Regions from separate parts of the Zea mays genome. Here region 1 is linked to region 2. A link is a contact called in public Hi-C data. All regions are on one chromosome and are shown on one strand. Each heading gives the region's core, a stretch centred on a gene start, on an enhancer-like site or on the middle of the called end of the contact. The rest is flanking DNA. Distances are from core to core; before and after follow the strand shown. Region 1 holds the start of LOC100192597 (chaperone protein dnaJ). Region 2 holds the start of LOC100192502.

The links. A called contact is a pair of places that touch in the nucleus more often than the background predicts.
Region 1: a Hi-C map of bundle sheath shows a contact between it and region 2, with 2.3 times the contacts expected there. The contact joins the promoter of LOC100192597 here to the promoter of LOC100192502 in region 2. A contact is called at or near these places in 5 of 25 Hi-C or Micro-C datasets (bundle sheath, ear, endosperm and 2 more).

What each region holds. Positions count from the first base shown.
Region 1 is chr1:213,910,760-213,916,719 of Zm-B73-REFERENCE-NAM-5.0, reverse strand. It overlaps LOC100192597 (chaperone protein dnaJ), which reads left to right and starts at 2,091. Exons shown (of 6, transcript NM_001137812.2): 1 at 2,091-2,279; 2 at 2,427-2,523; 3 at 2,701-2,768; 4 at 2,856-2,915; 5 at 3,005-3,091; 6 at 3,496-3,876. The coding sequence starts at 2,172. The coding sequence ends at 3,549.
Region 2 is chr1:213,743,929-213,750,100 of Zm-B73-REFERENCE-NAM-5.0, reverse strand. LOC100192502 reads left to right here and starts at 1,723. Exons shown (of 3, transcript NM_001322109.1): 1 at 1,723-2,206; 2 at 2,695-2,800; 3 at 2,948-3,559. The coding sequence starts at 1,945. The coding sequence ends at 2,975.

The DNA.
Region 1 (5,960 bases), core at 842-3,341, 170 kb before region 2:
GTGTATTTAAGTCTCGCCTTCAACTCCAACCCAACGCTTTCTATAAAAATAAGGAGCTCAAGTGGTTAGATGATGAGGGGAGCATGTATTCAAGCGGTCAAGATTTGATCCATGTAATGTTTTTATATATCATATTGATAATATTTGCTTAACCCTGATATTTATTCACCCGTAATTATTTTTTATTTTCCAATAATTAATGTCTGTATATATAGTATCTTCCTTCAATACAAGACAAACACACAAGAGTTGTAGAGATCAAACCCATCCTGTCCCTGCTGAGAGCTTATTCGGTTAGAGGTGAATTGAGAGGGATTAAAGTGGATTAAATCCCCTCCTATATAAATTTAAATAAGAGAGGATTTAATCCCCTACAATCCCATTCAATCTATCTCAAACGGAATAGACCCTAAAGGGGGTGCAGGATCAAATCCTAGCACTGCTCACGTGTGAATCGTCGGGCGCGCGCGGAGAGTGGATGCATGCATGAAGAAACCGAGACTTAAATATAGTACAGATATAAATAATTAACTTGTCAAAGGATCACTTATTATACAAATGTATTTATTTTGATGTACGTATAATGATTTCTTACATCTGACAATGTGTATAAGTGACAATATTTTGCATTAATAACATATGAAGTATGTCCTAATTATAATTTAAGTGAGGACCCGCTGATCCCCGACAGGATTTATCCCCGCGGGGAATGGATATGGAGAAGAAATGTCCCCCACAAGCATTCGTGGAGATCCCCAGAAATATTTTCGTCGCGCGGATGGGGAGCTAAAACCCTATGGGGAAATTCTCCGTTGCTATCTCTAGAGGGAAGGGGCAGTCCTGCCGCCATGCCAACGCCGAGGTAAGCGAGGGCGGGGCCCGCCATGCCGTTGCGCCGGGGCATCGTGAGGGCGGGGTTGACGAGGGCAAAACTCGTTGTCGGCGTAACCTTTGCTAAATAACATGAATATCATTTTTTGCATGCACGGTTTTTCATGTTTCGAGTGACTTGCAGTTCAAATCTGAATTTTCCGAAGAAATTCAATTAAACGAACTAAATCTAAGAGTTATAACAAACACTTTTATAATTGTGCAAAAATAGAACATGTAAGTCTACATAGTGTAGTAACGTACCACAAAAAGTTTAGTTGGAAAAAGAAAAAAAATAAAATATATTTTGCCAAGTGTCACGGGCGGGACACTCGGCAAAGTAGCTTCATTGTCGAGTGCCAAAGTTCGGCGCTCGGCAAAGGTAACGACCGTCACCTATAGACGGTTGCTAACAACCTTTTGCCAAACGTAGACTTTCTTCGTCGAGGGTTTGGCACTCGGCGAAGATGTCTTTGTCGAGTACCTTCCTGCGCCGAGAGTCCTGCTCCCGGTAAACGTAATCGTTATCGAGAGTGGAACTTTATCGAATGCGTCACTCGGTAAAGACTTCTTTGTCGAGTAACCGATAGAAACCATTCGGTAAAGAGTTGGATTCGAGCAGTGACGCGATAGGTTGAGTATAGGTTCTATGCTGCTGCTGCAGGGTGATCCTCGAAGAGCTGGACATCCATTGAACTTGTAACGTTACTGCTGGCCTGCGTTTCCTGGAGGCGAGGAATGTACGCTGCACCTTTCATCTCCACGCCGCACCTACCATTGGCCCCTACAATCCCTCCCGAGCGGGCGCAAGCCAAACGTACTACGTCAAGGCAGAAGATGCGTCCAATGTGCATGCGCTCTTAGCTCCGCCGCCGTCCGCAGGCGACGTGCTGCACTGCACCGGTGGCTCAGTGAGTGAGGGAACAGCCACTGACAGGGCCCTTCAGCTGGGCGCGGACGGCGGACGCAACGGCCACGCACGCCACACGAAGGCTCACGCTGGCGACGCTGGTCGCTGGCTGACGCACGCCCTCGCGTCGCATCGCGCGCGGCCTAAAAATATCCCCGGGCTGAGCGCGCGAGCCGCAAGTTGCCCCCCTTGCTCCACCCCGGATTCCTGGTGCAGATGCAGCGCACGGTCGGGCCGCGCGCCCCCTTGCTAGCCTGCCACACTCGGCGCCGCGCCTATAAGTAGCGCGCATGCGCCGGCGCAGCACTGCACCCACGGCTCGAGCTCGCAGCGACAGGCACAGGCAGCAAGGCTGGTTTCCTTCCTCGTCGAACGTCTGCCGCTGCTCGCGATGGCCGGACGCGGAGGAGGTAGCAAGAGTAGCCTGTACGCGGCGCTGGGCGTGGCCAGCGACTGCTCCGACGCCGAGCTGCGCAGCGCCTACCGCAAGCTCGCCATGGTCGGTGACGGTGACCTCGCCACCCCTGATTCTGTTACTGACTGCTTCCCCTGTCCGCCGGTTGCTCTGTTTCGGTCGTAAACCCGACGACCCGGCTGCTCTGCTGAGTGCTGACTGGTGTTGTTACCGCCCCGTGCTGGTGGGCAGAAATGGCACCCGGACAAGTGCGCCGGCGCAGGGAGCTCCGGCGGCGGCGCGGACGCCGCCAAGGCCAGGTTCCAGAAGATCCAGGGAGCGTACGCCGGTAACTAATCCGCTTTCCATTTTGAATCATACTCGACTCTACGCGTTACTTTTGCTTGTAGGTTGGGTAGCTCTTTTTAAGAGAATTGTCATGTATGTACGTACACGTAGTCGTCGGCCAAGTATATTTTGCAGCTTGCACTTATTTGGTGATGTGGTTTTTAACTGACCTGGCCAGTCCTGTCGGACCCCAACAAGCGGATCCTGTATGACGTCGGGGCCTACGACGGCGAAGGCGACGATGACGTACGTACGTTGTACGGCATGCGCATTTGCATCTGCATTTTCCCAGTTTGGCAGGAGAGTGTTTGTTTAATTTTCCACGTGTGGCAGGGCGCCGGGGAGATCCTCGGAGACATTCTCGAGGCCATGAGCCAGGCAGGCCCTGCCGCCGTAAGAACTCAGTCAGCAGCCGTTATCGAAACGATCTATCCTCCACACAGAACTAATCTTGACGACGTGCACATTTCGCTCACGCGCAGGACAACGGCAAGGGGGAGAGCCTGGAGGACCTGCAGCGGCAGTTCGAGGAGCTGTTCCTGAGGCCGTCGCCGTCGTCCTTCTCGCCGGTGGGTATCCTTCTTACGCGGCTCTGCTTCCTTTCGGTCGCCTCGCTAGCTAGCTAGCTGCCTAGGACTCGGCGTTCTCGTCGGCGTAGCGTAGATGCTCCTGGACCTGGACCTGGGCCACGCCTGTCGCCTGCTTGTAGCCAGGCCAGGCGACGGTGACAGGCCGGCCGGGTCCGTCCGGCCGTCGACCTCCGCGTCGCTTTCCAGCGGCGTTATTTATTTACGTCGTGCAAATTGCGTGGGCCACATGATCGCCCGCCAGGCGCCAGCAGGGTTCATGAGACGAGTGGCTCGAGATCGGCGAGGCGGGGCTCTTCTTGTTCGCTGTAATTTGTTAATCTCACTCTCATCTGTAGAATCGCTGCTGGGTTTTAAGTACCGTGCGTGTTTCTTGGTCGCAGCAGAACGACGCAGCTGGGAAGTCGGCTTCCAAGAGTAGGCCTGCTGGGAGGAAATAGACAGGACACTGCGGCGAATAGGTCGGTCCAGCTACTCCTGTTCCAGATAAGCTACGACCTACGAGGTACCGATACCTGGCCAGGAGCCCAGGACAGCGACCTGCGACGGCGACGAGGCTGCCAGTGCTGCACGCTCAAGTACATGCTCCGAGTTGTAGCTACTACTGTAGATCGGCACGGCAGTCGCCAGAATGGTACCATAAGGCGGCCGTACGCACACACGCATGAACGCTGTTTTTACCATCTCAGGTTCGCTGCAAAATTTCCAGCGTGTTCTCTGTAAAATCCCTGCATGATTGCTATAAAGAAATTCTTCGTGGGTACTAATAAATGGAGTGCTCAGTAATGGCCATCGTATGAGAGGCATATGCTAAACAGCAAAAAAAAAGTTTTTTTTTTGGCAAATATCCTCCAGGTACGGCACCATATCCTCCAGGTCGTGCCGTATTTGGCTATCTCCAGCAGCTCTCCTATCTCATCCTCTGTCACACCTCCTATTTTAAACTTCACTCTGCAAACGGTGTTATATATAATGCTAAACATTATTTTACACTACTATATACACGAGATCTGTTGGAAATAGCCTTATGTCATTGGCAATAGGCATCACAGACTAGCATACTAGTGTCCCTAGGGATACTATATACGTGTGAAACTACTTCACCGACCGGAAAACATCAATATTTCAAATCCAAAATTCAAATTTACAAAATAACAATAGACAAAAACACATTCACATATCACAAACACATAACTACAGATAAAAAATAAAATAAAATTAAGCAGGAGTTGCGCAACGTTGGTAGCAAGGTCCTCATCTAGTCGAGGGGGAGTGGGATCAACACAATAAGACGAAGAGCTCCTTATTAGTATCCGCGCGAGGATTGTTCTCGTCCTGATCTCTAGGCAACCCCACACAGTTGCAACTCCTCAATGATGGTCATGTAGTGCCTAATGCCACCGTCCATCGTCTCCCACTCATCCAGTTCCTCGATGGCTACCACACAAAAGCAAATATGCGCATTTTGATGAAGACATAGCTCTTAATATGTCCATCCGCGTATATATAAGGATGTAATCATTCTATTTCAAGGGGGGAAAAGGTTTAGAAAGGATTTTTTTTTCGTTGCTCCGACTCACGGATTTTGTATTTATGTCGATTTGGACAATTTTTACGGACCGATTCTCAAAAAAAAAAGACCAAGAAGCGAAACGTTTGAGTGCTAGAAGCTGATTCTGGTGGTTAGGAACCGATTAGAAGAAGCCGAAACAAAGTCCCTAAGGCCTTGTTCGTTTGTGTCGGATTGCATCCGGAATCGTTCCAGCTAATCAAAGTTTATATAAATTAGAGAAGCAATCCGGTTCGAAATCGTTCTGACCCACCAATCCGGCACAAACGAACAAGGCCTAAGACGGCAGCGACCTGCGGCCAACGTCGACGGCCAGTGAAGCGAAGCATCTCGGAAAAGTGACGCGAGGAGAGGCGCAAGTTGCCGCGGTGCGCTGCGGCAGCGTTCCGGGGCATCTCCTGACGTGACGATGAGCGAGTTCCTGCACAACCTTTTCGCGTACTCGTGACACGGACCGTAAGTCAGCGGGCGGCGAAACCTGTTCGCCCTTTTTCCACCCGCGGCAACATGGGCGGTCCCATCGGACTCGGACGGACCCCCGCCCGCGCTGGGCTGCGCTGCGCTGCAGGGCCAGTTCAAGGCGAAAAGCGCACACACCACGGCGTCGGTAGAAGCCTCTCGGATCCGACTGGCCCACAGTCCGGTCCGCGCAAGCTGTGAAGGACCGGCAGGGCAAGAACGCTCCACAGCGCTCGGTCTCGCCTAGCTCTGCAACTTGCCTCCAGCCGACCGGCCTAATCCGGGGCGCGTGACGGTGGCGACAGGGGAAGAGAAGGCGACCGGCAACTTGGGATTATTTGTTGTCTACTACTACTTTTTTTTTATAATGCAAACAAGAGTTCCGGCTTTAGCATGATAATGTGTACAACCAATACAAGTCGATTATTACAATTAAGAACTGTTGCATGAATAGTGATACTAACTCAAAGGAACAAAATTACAAGACTATGACTAACACTAGCCATACTCAATTCTTGTATTTGAGCGCTATCCATGGTTTGCGAAGACTTCCATCGCCACCACTTCCAAAACTTGCGAAGCATCGATGATTTGTTGTTGCGATTCCTCCTTTTGTAGCAGTCTCCAGAATCTTAACCAGTGAGTACATCTGAAAATAACCTGCACAATTGATGGAATTGGTTTATGATTAAAAGTCACCTCATTTCGACTGAGCCAAATAGCCCAAAATAAAGCTGCTATTCCAGAGAGTAAAATTTTTTTATACCCCGGACCCCTATTAGTTCCTCAAGACCCGATAATATGTTTAATGCTAACGGGCAT
Region 2 (6,172 bases), core at 474-2,973:
ATAAATTATTTAGGAGTTACATGTTGGAGCTCAATTTATTTTTAGTGCTATGAACAGTTTAATGTAGTGTTTTAGTTTTTAGGACGCTATTTTAAGGCACCTTGTTAGAGATGTTAATTAGTGACATAATATACTTGGACGTTCAAATGTTAATTAGAGGGACTAAATAGTTAAGTATAAAACTAATTGGACAAGGTGTGGCTAATTTGCGAGATGAATCAACTAAGGCCATGTTTGTATTAAGTATTATTTAATTATGGTAAATAGGTGTTTCCTTCGTCCACGCTGACATCTGATTAGCGAAAGATGACAAACCTACCTAATCATCAGACCACTGCGCGCGCATGGCATGAACATTAGGGCCCGTCGCCCACATGCATGCTCAGATGATTTGATTTGAGCACCTTTTTGGCCTCGGTCCCACTCCCACTACGTACACAACCAAATGAGCTGGAAAACAAAGCTGCCCGTGCTCGAGCTTAGCTTACCTAACTGCATGTGCTTCTGCGCAGCCCATTATATATGCGTACACCAATAAGTACGGTCACCATCTTTGCATGCTTTGTGTGTTCCGCCAAGATCATCTTGGCAACATATCCTGCGTTTTTTTTTAAAGCACACATCAGATTGATGCACATACTTTTTAGTTCAAAAGTGAATTGATATAAGGGATAAATATTCGAGAACGATGGTAGTACGTATTTGTTTGTGCTTTCTAGAGACGTTTCCGAGCCTTAATTTTGATGTTCCATGTTTTTGGTTTCTCTTCTTGATTTCTTCTAAAGGCGAAGGCAAAGCTGGGGTCGTCGAGGTCCTGTGTGGATCAGCAAGCTGATGATTTCGTGACGGGACACGGGCCCACTGCGGTGGCGTGTTTACAAATTATTACACAATGGCCTGAGAGGAGAGCTACGTATCTTATCCCAGTAGTACGTGGACGCTGGCACGTTTGAATTACGTGGACGCTAGGGTACAAATATCTGAAAGGCGAATGATGGGAGAAAATAACATTTTATTTTCGGCTAAATTATGTTTGACGGTAAGCGACCGCCAAAAATAGGACATATACCGCCTAAAATAGGACATAAATTTTTCACGAATTTTTGAGGCTATTTGTGTATTATTAATTTTTTTCTAAAAAAATGAACAGCATGCACACAGCTATTCGGATAAGATATCCAAATATTCGAGAAGACTTATCCGAGAAAATATCCAGATATTCGATATCCGACGGATATCAGACATATCGTATTCGAATTCGATATCCGAACAGAATATCCGTATTCGTATCCGTTATCCGAAAAAAGTCCAAATATCCAAAAATTCTATCCAAACCAGTGTTCATCATCTTCGAATCTAGATCCGGACGGATATTTTCCGAACCATATTACATCCCTATCCGGAAGGAGTTGACCTGCGAAGCAAAACCAGCAGATAATAATAAAACACCAAAACGTTATATGTAAAGCGAGGAATTAAAAGAAGAAGAAGAAAAAAGTAAATCATGGACAGCCTAGCCGTGTCTAACGGAGCCGATGCATGCCAAGAATGAGGAGAGAGGTGAAAAGAAGATGAGCTTGGTAGGTACCCTTATCCAAATTTACACCAGCGGCCCCAATATATCTCGGCAGAATCCTCTCACGTCCGTCCGCTCCTCAGTCAGTCCTCACCTCCTTTTTCTCTATAAAATCCCCTCCCCAGTCCACCGTTCCCGAGAGAAGAACAGAGGGATCGTCATCCGCCCCACCCACAACTGCTCCAGATCCAGGCACGGCACGGCACGGCAGCCGGGCCAACCCAAGCCCGTCTTCTCTTCTCTCTCGTCCGTCCCTCACTCGCCGCGACGTGACAAGACAACGCGACGCGCGCGCAGCGCATACGTCGTCCAAGGCACGCAGGGGCCAGCCAACCAATCGCGTCCGTCCGGGTCTGGTGGTGGCCGGAATGGGCCTCCTCGATCAGCTCTGGGACGAGACGGTGGCCGGCCCGCGACCGGACTCCGGCCTCGGCAAGCTCCGCAAGTACTCCTCCTTCTCCCCCTCCTCCTCCTCGTCGTCGTCCATCCTGGCTCCCGCGCCGGCGCCGGCGCCGGCGGTGACGCGCAGCATCACCATCGCCCGCCCGCCGTCGCTCTCCGTCGAGTCCTACAGCTCCTCCTCCGTCCCGTCCTCCCCGGCCAGCACGCCCGACTCGCCGCTCGCCGCAGGTGGGCTCCCTCTGTTTTTGGTCGCCTCGCCGCCCCGTTCTTGGGCTACAAATCGTTTCTGTTTCTAGTTATGTCTGCGCACTGCTGCGCAGCAGCGCAGGACTGGATCTCCGACGAAATGGGGGCAGTAAAAGGGATGGAAAAAAAGTATATAAATTTTGACGTTCTATTCACGTTGTTTTTTTTTCTTCTACGCCCTCTTAAGCGCGACGCAGTCACAGATCTGCCGCTGCACAGCACGCAATGCCTTCGTGATAGCAGATGATGGTTCGTGGGAACTTGGGTGGGGAGGGTGCCGTTGCCGTGTGATTGTCAGGACCACCCAGACTAGCTAGACATTCATTTGCTGGTGCGTTTGGTGCTGTGATAACAAAGGGTTCGTTCATCAGAAAGCTGTGCATGCAAGCACGATGCACAGGCACAGCTGGTCGATATGCCTCATGCCTGAGCTGAGCCTCACCCTCTGTGTGTTGGCGTGTTTGGCGCAGCTACCCCGCCCAAGGCGGACGTCTGGAGGAGGTTCCGCCGGAAAACCAAGGTCTCCGACGGGCCGGAGCCGGCCGTCGGGCCCAGGAGCCCCACCGTCTACGACTGGTTCGTTCTCGCCTCAAAGCTTCTCTTCTTGTACTCTCGTGCCACGCCACCTCGAATCCTCGATGCACACCATGTCCATAGCTAAGCTAGCAGGTCACGATTTATGTTCCTGATACAGCTTCTGTCCCTGGTTGGTTCGCTTTGCAGGGTGGTGATCAGCTCGTTGGACCGCTGAGTTAGAACAGATCAATCGCCAATAAGCAACAACCGAGCTAGCAGAGGGCATGTTTGCGTTCTTCTGAATGTTGTGCGCGTGTGTCTGTGGCAGCATAAGTAGAGAGTATGTCGATGATGATGATGACGACGACGAGGATCAGTTCGCGGCGGGGAGGTTAGAAGTAGCCGGGCGCCGATTTCCATCCTAGTTTGGGCGTTTGGCCTATAGCCGGCAGGCGCGTTCTCCAGTTCTTGGATCAGGGGAAGAACTCCTGCCGGGCAGCTGCCTGCTTCGTTTTCTACGCACCCTCCTCCCCTCTGTAATTATCCCAAGCACCACCTCGTACTGGTAGTAGTAGCAGTGTTTTGTGTGTGTGTGATGCTACGATGTAGCTGTGCATTTTCTTCTGCTCGCCTGGAAACCTTTTGCGTTCCAACTGCAGCGGTTGTGGATGTGTTTGCCGCCATGGCCCAGCAGTCTGGCTGCGCTCTCGGGCTGCAGCTCCCGTGTTTGTGTCGCCTGGCCTGCTTGGGAGTCTAGCTGTGCGTGTACAAATTTAGCCTCTCAGCCTGGCTCCACAGGAACGAGATCAGGGTCTGTTTTCTGGGAGCCTGGCTGCTCGTGGCGCAAGTATTTCATGTTTAGGTAGTTTTAGTCTTCTAGCCCGGCTGTATACTGGGTGACAAACACCAGCTCGTCTGAGCCAGGCTCGTATGGTATAAGTGCGCAAACAAAATAAGTTGCAGTAGCTGAGACAGGCTAGCCTCAGCCTGAACTAGTTGAACGAGCCGAGCTGGCCAAGCAGTCTCGCAAACACGCCCTGTGTTCCCTCCCTGAATTGTTGTTCAACTCGAGTTCGACTTTTAATATACTTACTCGTACTGAATAACGGATTACGAAGAGCGATGGTCCAGGTCAGTATTTCATTCTTCATTCATCAGTTGTACAATGTTGACGCCGCAGCTCTGCAACTGGGTACCTCTTATCCAAGGCCCAAGGGTACGCATGATATGACCAGCAGCAACCAGTCTCTTTCTCGTCATTCGCTTAGTCAGCCAAGCCAATGCCTGAGCTGAGATGAGAAACAACAAACAAGCCGGGTCCCAGATCCTAGTCATCCGGTCAAATCGACACGGGTGACACCTGATCTTTACAAAAAAGGTACTACGTACTAGCATTCAGTGGATCAGATTGCCAAGCGCCAAGGATCTATCTAGTGGGTAGGTCAAAACTCAAAACGCCGGGACCATTGCCGAGGTGTAAAGGCGTTCAGCGCCCAGCAGCTCGCACAATCCATGGATTGGAACGGGACCGGCAGGCCTTGTTAGTTTTATAACTAAACCATGTGGATGGAGTTGTATTAGAGTGAATTACGAGGACTTTTTTTTTGGCTTCCACTGGATTGAGGAGAATTCCTTGTGAGAGCTTAGGCAGCTCCTGCGCCTGTCCAGTCCATGATGAGGTTTGCTAGCAACAGGGAAAAACACCCTACGTCAGCGAACAGTGGTTTTATTTGATGAGTGAATGAATGGATGGTTCACCGGTAAAAGGTGATGAGGCGCTCTCTTTGCATAGTTACTTCCTCTGTCATAAATTATAAGTCAGCTTAATTTTTCAAGTTTCATCAAATTTATATAAAGTAGCCACCTTAGCGTCACATTAGTAGAAAACATCGAGAATTAGACCATGGTGCTGTCCAAACCAACGAGATATTTGTAAAAAAAATGTCGGTCCCATCGTGTGCCCTCGCCAAAATGCCCTTCCAGCTGCACATACGTCTCCTATCGTTCTCTCTTGTCCCTCCAATTCTGAGTGATAATTAGGGACAACACTGAGATAGTCATGTCCCAACCCTTAACCCTGTCCCTCCAATTCTGAGTGATAATTAGGGACAACGCTGAGATAGTCATGTCCCAACCCTTGACCCTGAATAAAACAACCTTATTTGAGGAATCGTCCCGTCCGATCCCGAACGCACTATAAAATGTCCACACCAGGGTTAAGTTATTGCTATAAGAGATTGTTCTTGCGGCTTAGCAGCACGCGTCAGCAAGGCCGTGCCAAGGGGTGTGCAAGGTGTTCACCCGAACAGGGCCCCACAAAGTCTAGGGCCCCAAATATGTAAGTCTGCAGTATATTTATAAAATAGAAAATATGCATTAGAGCATCTTCAAGACTATTTCTAAATTTCACTCACTAAATTATCATTTTGAGAATCACTTTGTATTTATTTTAATCTCCAACAACTTTTCTATATTTTGTTTGTATTTTTAAAGTCATTCACGTTTTCTATCTTTGGCTAGCGAGAAAGTTAGAATAGAAGATGATTATTTTTGGATAGTCATTTAAATAAGCTGTTAGAAGGGTTTTTTTCAAAAAAAATATTCATGTCAATTAGAAAAATATAGAATCTTTTGGAGTTGTTCTTAGTCTTTAATTATTTACTCATACGTTTGTTCTATGACTGTGAGACGTGAGTTTAGTCACAGCTCATATGCGTACAGTACGACATTTCATTCACCGACAGTCGACATCCTCGACTAATAAAAGAGGCCTCATTTTAGAATTCGTACAGGGCCTCAGATTTTACCGGCACGGCCCTGCGCGTCAGTTGGAGATGTGGACCTCTTTTTCATAACTGAATGTGACCTGGCCTTTCTCTGATAATTGAACGACGAAAACTGAATGAAAAATGCATGTTCTGAGTTCTTACTAATAACTAGCAACTGAAAGACTGAGATGTGAGCACGCTGTTGTACAAGGACTGAGATCATGTCAGCAGCTCTGCCTACATGAATGTGAATGTGACGATGATCCTGTTGTCACTGTGCATGCGTTCGGCGGCGTTGTTCCTGTTACCAAATACTCACTCTGTGCCAAAATAGTATTCGTTTTATCTGTTTATTTTTATGTCTATATTCAACTAAATGATAATGAATGTCATATATAGAATACACACACAAGGTATTGTATGAGCTCACTAAAATGACAAAACGAATTTTATTTTGGGAGGCATACAAAAACGTTATTCATGAGTTGATCATGACTACATACAAGCATTAAATAATTTGAAGACATAAACAACCTACTGTAGAGGCTGCATATTTAGCTATGTGTGTTGGATTTTATAAACTTACAAAAAAAAACTTCCGTCCGTGTCTGTGGACTGGGCTTAGAAATTGAATCGGCAAGTAGTAATTGTTTGCCTCCCGCTG